3 separate regions of the Mus musculus genome follow, and all the other regions are linked to region 3. Evidence: chromatin contacts called from public Hi-C and promoter capture Hi-C data. All regions are on one chromosome and are shown on one strand. The core of a region is the stretch at or near the end of the contact, and the rest is flanking DNA. Distances in the headings are between cores, read along the strand shown.

Evidence for each region. Hi-C and Micro-C count contacts between places; a contact is called where the count stands out from the background. Capture Hi-C pulls out chosen DNA fragments and counts their contacts.
Region 1: a promoter capture Hi-C map of adipose tissue shows a contact between it and region 3, with 2.7 times the contacts expected there. The contact joins the promoter of Sfxn5 here to the promoter of Tex261 in region 3. A contact is called at or near these places in 1 of 484 Hi-C or Micro-C datasets (B cells) and 2 of 9 other capture datasets (adipose tissue and pancreatic islet).
Region 2: a Hi-C map of B cells shows a contact between it and region 3, with 10 read pairs. The contact joins the promoter of Hk2 here to the promoter of Tex261 in region 3. A contact is called at or near these places in 1 of 39 promoter capture datasets (pre-B cells) and 1 of 484 Hi-C or Micro-C datasets (B cells).

Annotation. Positions count from the first base shown.
Region 1 is chr6:85,331,250-85,335,307 of GRCm38.p6, reverse strand. Sfxn5 (sideroflexin 5) reads left to right here and starts at 1,886. Exons shown (of 14, transcript NM_178639.4): 1 at 1,886-2,000. The coding sequence starts at 1,893. It overlaps Rab11fip5 (RAB11 family interacting protein 5 (class I)), which reads left to right. Exons shown (of 6, transcript NM_001003955.2): 6 at 1-346.
Region 2 is chr6:82,772,663-82,776,386 of GRCm38.p6, reverse strand. Hk2 (hexokinase 2) reads left to right here and starts at 1,933. Exons shown (of 18, transcript NM_013820.3): 1 at 1,933-2,469. The coding sequence starts at 2,407.
Region 3 is chr6:83,774,217-83,778,226 of GRCm38.p6, reverse strand. It overlaps Tex261 (testis expressed gene 261), which reads left to right and starts at 2,415. Exons shown (of 6, transcript NM_009357.2): 1 at 2,415-2,573; 2 at 3,130-3,209. The coding sequence starts at 2,504. Gm52907 (predicted gene, 52907) reads right to left here and starts at 2,292. Exons shown (of 2, transcript NR_168047.1): 1 at 2,001-2,292.

The DNA of each region.
Region 1 (4,058 bases), core at 637-3,136, 1.6 Mb before region 3:
CCTTGGGTGTTGGAGGTGTCTTTTGAGGAACTGAGTCCCTCTTCTAGGTCTTCCTCTGGGCTTTAATTAGTCCCAGCCCTTCTCTCATCTTTCATCCATCCTTGCTGTTTGGCTTCTCTACATGGCCAGGGCAGGGGTGTCCTGCAGAGAGGTCCTGAACTGAGGCCAGGGTTTTGTTCATTGTCTGATCCTTACCACATACTGCAGAGTGCAGCCAGACAGGCAGCAAGCAGGCACAGCTCTGCTCTGCCCTTTGTCCTCCTAGTTGAAACTCCTGTCTATAAAGAGCTTGTTCTTCATGTTTTGAGCACTTTATGAAGAATAAAAAGATCACGTACCGCAGCCAGCTTGTGTGTTTGTTTTGAAATGAGCGGACAAAGGAGACCGCCTGTGGGAGAGGGCAGTGTGGTTCTCAGGTGACAGAGCTACCGCTCTGAAATCACAGGCAACACTGCCTCATGGCCCGTGTGCCTAGGATGCCTGTGCTCACGGGCACTGATCACAGGCATATTTACTGAGTGTTGGGCCTGGCGGGGTGGGGGGAGTGGATAAAGAGGGCAAGTTTTGTGATTTCTGTCCTGAAGCCACTGAGTTCAGTAAGGAAAGGTAGGATACAAACCAAAAATAAGAACTGTTCTTTGGGTCATTTGTGAGTTCTATTCCATGTGGGTCAGCTATCAGTGAGTGAATGAGCCCTTGGGCCACCAATGGCTCATGCTGTGTCCAGAAGGACAAGAGGGCAACCCCAAGTTAGCTCTGAATCCCACCATGAGACAGAGGCTCCCCTAGAGTCAAGGAGTTATGTCCTGGGTGAAACCATCAACTCCCCATTCTCCATGCCCAGTGTGGCTTATAACCACACCACTTAGCTGGGGCTGCAGTTGCCATTTGGTGCCATTCTGCAGGGGGTGGGGGTGAGGTGTTTATTACCTTGGTATTCTCTACAGCTCCTGGTGCACCCCTGTTGCTGGTCCTCAGTAATTAGGCTTGGACCAAACCTCCTTAGATCAAAAGAAGTAGGGTCTCAGGATGCTTAAGCTCTGGATATTTAAGTCACCCAAAGCATTTGAGTACCTAGTGTCAACCTTCCTATATCTGCACTGAAGATTTATCCATCCCCCTCCCCCACCATACAGTAGGAAAGATATTTAAGCTCATGGTTTGTCTGCTGGCTGGCACCTGTAATCCTGGGACTTGGGAGGCAGAGGAAGAAGGATCACAAGTTTGAGGCCAGCCTGTGCTACATAGTTCCAGGCTAGCCTGAGTTACATGCAAGGAGGCAAGAGAGTGCTGCGTGGTACAAAATCCGGAAGCGGATTTTTGTGGAAGTAGGCTGATGGAACGGATGAACGCGTATGCGGAACCTATAAAAAGAATCGCCTCAGGCCATGATAAAAATGAGCAGAATGTTAAAGGGTCACAGCAGCGTGAGCATGGCTTGTTTCAGAGAGTGGCAGAATGGCTGGAGCCAGGATTTTGATAGAAGAAACGGTAGGAAAATCCCGCAGTGCGACTCCTTGCTGAAGGCCATCCGAATTAACCCCACTCTGCCTGGAGTCCTTGCTTGTCTGATCCCGGGTCGTGTCCGCGTTTGTAGGGGTTCCTTGTCCTAAGACTCAGGCCTACACGTATATCCGCACATGCATTTGCATACATTCTCAGGACTGCAAACGCCTGCTGCTTTAGCGGTAGGAACTAAGACCAGGTCTGCGTGGGTGCAACTCTCTGCAGTCTGAGGTTGTCAGGCTCAGAGCAGGGGAAAACTACACTCCCCAGAAGCCCCTGCGCGCCCGGTTCGCTGCGGTTGCTCACGGCCAATCGGGAGAGGCAACTGTGGCGGGGGCCGAGGAGGGACATTTTAAAAGGGCTGGAGATTGCGGGCGTCAGTGGCCATGGCGGATACAGCAACCACAGCCTCAGCGGCGTCCGCGGCGGCCAGTGCCCCGAACGCCTCCACAGATGCGCCCCCTTTCCAGCTGGGCAAGCCCCGCTTCCAGCAGGTGAGGTTCGGGATGCGACGAGCGGGTGGAAGGGAGACACAGGGAAGGGCACGGAGCCAAATCTCTTGCAAAGTCACTTCAGCTCGAGGGTCTCCAACCCGCGGCCACCAGAGCCTACAGCTAGTGCGGGGACCTTGGCTGTAGCCGCTCCTTTCCTATTGGGCAACAGGATGGGCGAGGTCTCCCTCTCTGGTTTCCTATTGGCGGGTGGCACAGTCATTCCGCGGATGCCCGCGCCCTGGCACAGCCCCCGTCCTAGTCGCTCGATGATTGGCCACGCGGGTCGCGGTCCAGGGTCCGAGCGGCTCTGAAGGGGTCGCTCTGGCAAATGCGCCCTAGGCGCAAAGTTCCCGTCTTGTGATGCATGGGCCGGTGGTGTGGCCGGTATGCTCCTCAACTTCTCCCCGAGTGGGACTGACCTTTCTTGTGAGCTGCGGGACAGTCTCCGGGCAAAACTCCCTGGGCACGCCCCATGGTCATGCTCCGGTTCCTCAACCTCCAGCAAGGTGCTGCGTGTGCCCTAGGATGGGACCGCGTGCACCGGTACAGCGACCTGATCTCTGTCCGGGGGCCTGGGGCTTCAGTGATGAGACCAGCCGGACAGCTAGTGCGTTCTGCGGGGATGCGGCTGGGACAACGCGGAGAGAGCCCGGTGCGGGGAAACGCTGTGTCATTCTCCGAAGCTGAGCTCTCCTCCCAAGGGTCCCAAGTGCGCCCCAGTCCTACTTGCGCTGCTCCCGGCCGCTGCGCAGCGCTGGCCCCCATCCACACCCGCTTGGGCTCTTCAGGGTGCACCGTGACTATGATTAACCTTACTTGGGGACACGCCAACCCAAGAAACCCGGGTATCACTAACTCGGCCATGGAACCGGAGGTCCAGGTCTGTGAGCCAGGAGCATGGGAGCTTAGTTATTACGCCGCAGACCCTCAGACTGCTTCCAGAGCTGAAGTGACCCTGGGCTTGCCAGGAGTGGGGACAGCAGATGTGCTAGAGAAAACTTTGAAGGAAGAAAGAAAATGCTACAAAGGTGGGATGTGGCTGGGTTTAGAAGTGAGAATGGTTCCGAATTCAGCCCCCCCCCCAACTTCGTCGAACTAAGCTTTCTGAGAATACGTCCCTAGAGTTTTTTAAAATAGGACTTGTTTTCTTTCAAAAATAGACATGTCTCTGCATGGAGGAATCTGGAGAGACTTAATGTCCCAGCTAGTGTAAAATGCCACCAAATATTGAGACGCTGTCAGGGGTGTTTGTGCCTAACCTTGAGTGATCCTCCATTTGTCCCCACCCCCATTCTACGCATCCTTAAGTAAGCCTGCACTCCCGACTGGGAAACACTTGCTGTCTTTGGAACCCCCACCCCAGTTGTCCTATCAAGAACGCCAAACTCCGCTCTGAACCCCCCAGTGGGAGCCTCGCAGATGCAGATTACTCTTCCAAAGTATTCCCTAGGTCCTTTTCCGGATAAAAAGTGGTTGTTGATCTTACCCCAGGCAATTGGGTTTTTAATAACACGAACTGAGTAAGGGCTTTTCCCCCAATGTCTGGTGTCTGGTATCTGGAATCTGGATGGCTCATGGGTCATCCATCTACCCAACATTTACTGAGTACCTTGTATTGGCTTCCTGCCCTGGGCTCTTCACTCTTGTGGAGTGTGTTTGGGGAGGATTAGTTTCTGCAGCTGTTCACATCTGTGGAGTATGCAGTGGCCTCTGCAGAGGCCTCCAATGTTGGCATCCTAGTGGTCTGATAAGAAAGGGTGCTGAGCAGGTCTGAGTCACCGGTGCTGAGAACGTCTGTTTCTTCCACACCTGCTCCTCCCTCTGCAAACAGCTCAGCCTGCCACCCAAGAACTAGAGTCTTAAGCCTCCATTCATCTCTGCTACTCCCAGTCCTCCCCTTCTCCCCCACAGCTCTCCTAGCCTCCCTCTCCAAGGCTAACCCAGTCCACACGTTTATTTTTTTGGCCGACATGGGAACCTCCGACAGGTTCCTGGGTTTCCAGTCCTGCTCTGGCCGTCTCCCAGCTCCTCCTTTTCCTCTATGGCAGAGTCCCAACA
Region 2 (3,724 bases), core at 684-3,183, 1.0 Mb after region 3:
ATGTCCAGCCTTAAAAATTATTTCTAATAGTTACTCTTAGGAGTTTGGATTTTAGTTGAAGAAAAACAATGGTTTTAAGACACCACCACCCCAAGACAGTCTGGTATATATCTATCAACCAATCTAATCTTATCTCTTATCTATCTATCTATCTATCTATCTATCTATCTATCTATCTATCTATCTATCTATCTACCTACCTACCTACCTACCTAGCGTATCTATCAAGCTATCCAAGTTGGCTTTGAATTCCTGACTCTTCTGCCTCCACCTCTGAATCACTGGAACTACGAGTGTGTGCCACTACATGAAGCACTGGTTTGTATTTTAAACAAGTCTCTTTAGCTCCTGAGTGAACGAGGGATCACAGTGGTCAAGCTAGAGGTACCTAAAAACAGCAGCTAAGTGAAATTACACAGGCTCTGGTGGAGTCATCGGTGGCCTGGCTATGAGGGTCTGGCCTCTTTGATTTGCTAAGTTAGACTAACTGTTCACTGATGGTGTGAATAGATGTAAGAGCAGGGAGAAAACCATGGATGGTGACGTCATTTGTGGAGACAATTGGTAAAAGGGGGGGGGGTGACCCTGGGAAGTTCAGCCTAGTACATGTTAAGTGTGAGACACTAGTCACCTCCACAGGGATGACAAATGACAGCTGGTTAAGAAAGCCAGAATCCCTGGGGAAAGTCCTCGCTTGTAGATTAGGTTTGTGAGTTACCTGTGTGCGGATGGTGTAACTGCTGACGATGGCGCTAAGAGGGATCACCCAGAGAGGAAATAGATGAACCACATCATAGAAAGTGGAGCAGAGCCTTTTTAGGGCTGGGGTGTACCTCAGTGGGCAGGGTGCTTTTCTAGCACGCACAAAGTCCCATGTTAGATCCCCAGTAGTGGCACATGCCACTCCGGAGGTGGAGAGAGGGCTTGGGGAGTGAGATTATTTGGAAATGGTAGGCTTTATCTTCCTTCCATGTAACTTTCAAACTCCTGGCTTTCCATTCTCCACCAGCACCAACTTCATGTCATCTGAGGTGCTATTTCAATATTGATGGCGTCTACTCATAAATGTCAACTTAGAGTCTGGTGTCAGGCATGAGCTGAGGTCGAGGCGGGCTCTTCTCAGCATCTATAAACCATTTCACACCACTTGAGCCTAGGATCAAGCTGTTACAGGTGCCCTTTCTCCTCCCATCTATCAGTCCCAGCTACAAACAAAGTTTCTCTCCAGCCTTTGCTGGCTTCAAGAAAGGCTGGATAATATACCGGGGGTGGGGGAATTGCATTTCAGAGTAAGATGTGTTCCTGTCTTCATCTACCATTTGTTAGGGGTGTGACCTTGGGCAAAACTCACTAACAGCACAGTGCCTAGTTCCCCAATCTGTAAAACGGGGTTAGTAAAATCCATATGCTATATTGGTGTGATATTAAGAAGGGCTGACTTTTGTAATGGCTTAGCTTCAGGGATCCGCTGACTCGTTGAGCTACAATTAAGATGAGAATCACGGTGCTTCAGACTTGTCACAGGGCAGTGGCAGCCCCTCACATGATCCCCAGATACCAGATTATGGCGTGTGCTGCTACGATCACTTGTCTTTCCAGTCGCCCAACATCTCTTGGGTCCGCGATCACGCGCCCCCCACCCGAAGCTGAGCCTGACGCGGCGGTGGCTCATGCGCCCTGGAGTCCCGAGCTCTAGCCACGGAACACACGTCCCAACTCTGGCGCCCAGCTCCGCCCCTAGCCTCGGGCGCGTCTCTCCCGCCGCCTGCTTGGGTGCTGGAGCAGCCGCGCCCGCGGGCTCTAGGCGCTGATTGGCTGTGGACCGCGGGCGGACAGCCGAAGAGCGCACACACCCTCTTCCCGCAGCCAATGAGCACATCCACGTCACTGTCCGGGGCGGCCCAAAGAGCCGGCAGCCCCTCAATAAGCCACATTGTTGCACCAACTCCAGTGCTGGAGTCTCAGGACACCACAGGCTACCCGGAGTTGTTCTGCTTTGGAGATCCGAGGGCAGGAGCATCACGCCAGTGACTCTGATAGGTGCGATCGCCGGATTGGAACAGAACTGTCATTTTTTTCCGAAGTTGAGCCTTAGTGACCCAGTGAGTGAAGTTAGCGACGGGACGCTAAGCAGCTAGACCGGTCGGCAGGAGTGAGACTTAGGGTACCTTCTAGTAGTTGTGATTAAAAAAATTGAAAAAAAGAAAAAAAAAAACCCTGTTTCTGGAAACTTGAGGCCCTCAGCTGGTGAGCCATCGTGGTTAAGCTTCTTTGTGTGGCTCCTGGAGTCTTCGATCCCAGCCGGACACCCGGGCCTGGTTTCAAAGCGGTCGGACAGCGCTGCCTGCTCCATCGGTAGCGCTCGAGCCTCGGTTTCTCTATTTGGCCCCGACTCGCCGCAACAAGATGATCGCCTCGCATATGATCGCCTGCTTATTCACGGAGCTCAACCAAAACCAAGTGCAGAAGGTAAGTCGGCACGGGCGGGAGCTTCTGGCTCGCTTCGGACCAAGTTGCGTGCTCTCCCGGAATCTGGAGCACGCAGAGGACCTGCTTCCTCCTCCTTCGGGGCTGGAGACGTGGAACCAGTCTGGGTAGCTGGGAAAGTCCTGCGCGCGAGAAGCCACGTCTGCTAGGCACCCTCGTGGCCCGACCGCTCACCATCGATAGTCCCACCTACCCGGGACCTGCGCGCACCCTCCCCACCCTTAGAGCCCCTAATTTCTTGATGGGACGGCCGCCCTGCACGTAGTCTGAGACTGCTGCGCCCACGTGGGAGGAGCCCCCTTCTGCAGCCCCGAGTTCCGGCAGGAGCACGTGGGGAAGAATCCTGCTTAGGGGAGGAGGCGGGGTGGAAGCGTGTAGCAGCTGGGGCCCGGCCCTCTTGAATTTAAGGATGTGTTGAAGAGGCCTTCGGTTCCTCGTGGCGCTCCTTGGGGGTGGATCGGGGGTGGGGTGGGGGAGAGAGCCACCCAGGAAGGAGCGGGAAAGGGCGCAGAAAGACTAGCCTGCCGCGCCCCCTCCCCGGAACTGAACTGCCCGGAACTGAGGCTCGAAAGGGGCGCCCCCTCACAGCAGACCTTCCTGGGGACCGCCCCGCCTCGTCCCCGTGTCTGGCCGCCGAGTTGAGGGCGGATTTTGGATAGTATGTTCTGATTTGGAACTAAAAGTTACACGGAATGGACTCATCTTCCCACCCCACGATCCCCAGAGTTCTTTTTTTTCTTTTTTGTTTTTGTTTTGTTTTCTTGGTTTCTGAAAATGAACCTTTAGTCGCTCTGACCTTCCTGAGCCCACCTCACTCTGCCTTCCCGGCAAACTCCAGTTCTCTCGGCGCGCCATTTACATAAGAAAGCGCCTCCGGCCCTGCTTGGAGCCTCACTCTCCTCTTCGGGCTAGAGAGGTGGGGGTGGACCGGAGCCAGGCCCGGAGCGCTCTAACTCCCAGGAGAATTGAGTTTCTAAAATACCCAGGATTACGGGATTGGTTCCTACCCTAGTCCAGGATTTAGGAGAGGGAATGGTCTAGTATGGGGCAGGGGCCGAGGGTGGGTGCTGTCCAGAGGTTTGTGTTAGAGCTCAGTTACACATTTGAAATTACAGTGTCTCACAGGAACAAATTTTAGGGAAAGTGCCTTGACCACGTTCCAGCCCCCTCCCCCCTCTTCTCTTGGTCCTGACTGCGTGGGAGAGGTTGGTCGGTTGCTTTTGATGTATCCAGGGCC
Region 3 (4,010 bases), core at 1,166-3,665:
ATGGGATGGAGTGGAACTGGAGGGGGCAAAACAAAAAAACAAAAACAAAACAAAACAAAACAAAACAAAAAAACCCTACTTTCTGTTTCTTCCTGCTTGCCTTTCTTGCCATCAAAGGAAGTTCAGATCTTCAGCCCTGGCTGGCCAGGCCAGTTTGGACTCTAACACAGGAGAAATGGCAGTACCCAGCTGGCATACCAGTTCTAGCAGGCACATTGAAAGGTGGGTGCACTCAGCTTTCAGGGGCCCCAAGTCCCTTTCTCTCCAGTTCTGAAGAAAGACCAGAGGACACATCTACATTTCTTCCCTCCATGACTTAAAGATTTTTATGGTTTGTTTTGAGACAGGGTTTCACTATGTAGCCCTGACTAACCTGGAACTTTGTATGTAAACTAGGCTGGCCTCAAACTCACAAAGATCCACCTGACTTTGTTTCCCAAGTGCTGGGACTAACAGCATGCACTACTGTGTGTGGCCTATTTATTTTTAAGTATGTATTTGTGTGTCTGTGTAGGGTATGTGCACTTGGGTATAGGCTTCCAATGAAGACAGAAGCCTCAGGTTCACCTGGACCTGGATTTATGGGTGGTTGTAAACTACCTGACGTGTGTTGGGAAATAAACTTGGGTCCTCTGCAAGAGCAACATGTGAGCTTAGTCACGGAAGCATCTCTCCAGCCCAGTTCCTTTTTTGTTTTGTTTAGGAATGAGCACTTACTTTGTGAATCAAGAAATCTGACTCTGTGTGTGATATGTGTATGGTGGCACATACCTGTTGGGGGTCTAGGAATTGCCACACAAGCCACTCAGACACTGATCTTGGTCTACTAGGGATGGTTTACTGAATGCCACATCCCAAGACTTATTGAGTCAGGCTCAGGAGACAAACCATGACTCCAAGTTAAGATCCTCCAGGGTTGTAAAGCCCCAAGCCGCAAACATCTTGTGCCATGTTATTTCACCAATCAGGATTTAGGGATGGGGAACTTCCTTAGGAAGATGTCTTTGTGTACACTTGTCCTGCTCCCATTGGTTAGGGTATTCAACGGCTGCAGGGAACTTGCCTTTGTCTAAAATTCATGTCTTAACTTGTCTACCAGGATGGGACTTGTTTTGACTAAAATTCATATCTTAACTTGTTAACCAGGATGTCAGCTGCCCACATACCTGTCTCTCTCTGCCAATTAGGAAGTCAGTTCCCAGGGAAGTCTTGGGAACTTAAACTTTACTTGACCCCTACTCAAAATGGAGGGGGGGTCTTATTTTAAATAGTTTCTTATATCTCTTATGTTGGGGTTCATCCCAGGGGCAGCTTATAACAGCAAATCCCATAAAAGCTTATAGTCAGGTGCAGAAAGTATTGTTGGATGGTCACTTCAGACCCAAACTTGCTGTGAGTAACCATGCAAAGCATTTCTATTTAGATTGGTTTCCCAGGGCACAGAACAAAACAGAATACATAACCAATCCTGGCATTAGAAAGTTTCCTAGTAACAGTAGAAACATGAGCAAGTTTCCTTATAATGGCAGGCTGGCCAGGTGACAGTTACCTAGGCCTTAATATTGTACCTAGTCCTTAACATATAATATCTACCATTCCAGCACTCAAAACTACTTAGTGTCACCAAGGCCAGCCTGGAGGCACATAAGGCTGTTTCAAAAAAAGAAAAGATCTTTGCATGATGTTTCTACACCTTTAATCCCAGGATTTGGGATAAAGCAGAGGCAGGCTGGTCTCTGTGAGTTCAAGGTTAGCCTGATTTACATAGCAGGTTGCAGGACTACATAGAGACCCTTAATCAAAACAGACAAAACCAAAACCAAAGTTATATTTTGCCCTAGTACGGAGACTCCACACATCTGAAACCCTACCAATTGAGAGCTGGAGATGGGAGAGTTGACAGTTCAAAGGCCAGCCTGAGCTATGAGACCCTCCCTTTCTGAAAATAACAAACAAAAAGTTTGTTTGAGATAAGAGGCTTGTTGGCACTCTGAGCTTACCTGTGTCAGCCACTAGGTGGTGCTCTCTCAGATGATTACCTGCGGTGTCGCAAGTACAGTCAGTGCTTAGCTGTTGCTTTAGTCCCCACGCAAAAGTGAAGACCTGCATTGCAAAAGACCTCAGCCTAGAGGGAGAGTTAAGGCTGAAGGTGACCATTTAAAGGCACCTGGGATTCCAGATTATGCGGCTTCCTAGTGTGTGACCTGAGAGAAGGGAATCTTCCTCTCCCAGAAAATTAGGATCCAAGGCTGTGCGGAGCAGGCTTGAGCCAGGATTGGTTCCAATCAATCTGGGCTCTGTGTAGGCGCTCCGTACCGGGTGCAGCGCGATTTCGATCCTCCGAGCCGGTTAGCGGCGCTCGCGGGCTTGGCGGGGGCGCAGGGGCCGCGGCGCTCCGCCCTGCTCCTCTCGGCGTCCTCTGGGCGGGGACAGCACGGCGGCGGCCGCTCAGTGTCGCGGGAGCCGGACCGCGCAGGCCCGTCCCGGCGGCCCGGGGGGCGCCATGTGGTTCATGTACGTGCTGAGCTGGCTGTCGCTGTTCATCCAGGTGGCATTCATCACTCTGGCCGTCGGTGAGAGCGCTGACCCGGGCCGCGCGCGCCCCGATGCCCCGAGCCGCCAACCGCTGCTGCTCTTTGCAGCTGGGCGCTGACGACCCCGAGCTGGTCCTACTGGACCTCTGCGGAACCTTCCGGTGGGGATGCTTGGTTCCCGAGACGCATCCTTGCTCTTGGAGCCCTGAGCTCCCTACTCAGCCTGTCCCCTCCAGCTGGGACAGGGGGAAGGCCCCTGTCTGTCTCACCCGGCTGTGTGCTAGTGTACAGCACCCGGCCTGTAAACTAAGTGTTCTGCAGGTGTTGATTGACGAGTGAAGTTTAAGGTTCCCGGAACAGAGGTTAACTTTATGCTGTGCGGTCAAATCCAATATTTCTACAGTTGTCTTGGCAAAGTTCTATCTACTTGTGCAGATGAGAAGGACATCCCAGGGGTGCTTTGGCTTGTTCCCGACTTCCTGGAGTCTGAGGAGGGTTGGTGGGGGACTACAGGATGAGCAGGCTGGTGGGAGTGTCCCTGGCTGATCTCTTCCTGTTTGTCCCCCTCCCTCTGGGACCCCCTTCTCCTACCCAGCGGCTGGACTGTACTACCTTGCAGAGCTGATAGAAGAGTACACGGTGGCCACCAGCCGAATCATCAAATACATGATCTGGGTAAGTGGCCGCTTTTCCCTGGAGTAGTCACCCAGGGCTTGTTTGCCCTACATCAGAAACAGGAAGTGGGGACTGTTTGAGCTGGGGCTGTTTTGGTGCTGAGAACCCAGGATCTGAGGGTGTCCCACTTGCTTCCCTGCCCTGCAGTCTGCACTCCTGGGTCCAGATCACCCCTGGCCCTCCAGCCTCAGGTGGCATAGTTTCACAACCTACTGCCATTCCTTAAGGTGACAGTGCAGATATTTCATTGATAGGTATTCATGGCTTCGCTTTCCTGTGTCTGTCTCACAGTGTCCACGGTCTCTAACACCAGGTCCCCAATCCCAGCCCAGGCTTAGAACTTATAGGGACAATAAGGACAGTTTGTAACGCTTAGTTAGCTATTGCCCTCTCTCCACTCAGTGTCATTTGTCCTAAGGGAGAATGTCCAGCCCTTTCTCTTCCCTCATGGAGGTTTCTTTTCCTGAAGACTTGGTCCCTGTCCCTGTTAGAGAGGCTGTGAGGAAGACTGAGGTGCGGGGGGGGGGGGGGGGGAGGATACCTTTGGACAGAAAAGTTCACCTTTCAGTCGCCTAAAGTCTGCAGCTACTTTCACTCTCAACGTAGCCTGGGGTTGTAGTTTGTGGTAAAGACAGGGCTACAGCCAGCTCATTGGCTCAGTCTGTGGGTGTGGTTGGGATAGCAATTAGACCTTTCATCACCGACAACCGAAGCCTTTCTCAGACTGCCTGCTGGATTCATCACTGAGTTACGTAATTGATTCAGTAGATCATGCTTAGCATTCAAGGAAGCTATGAAATG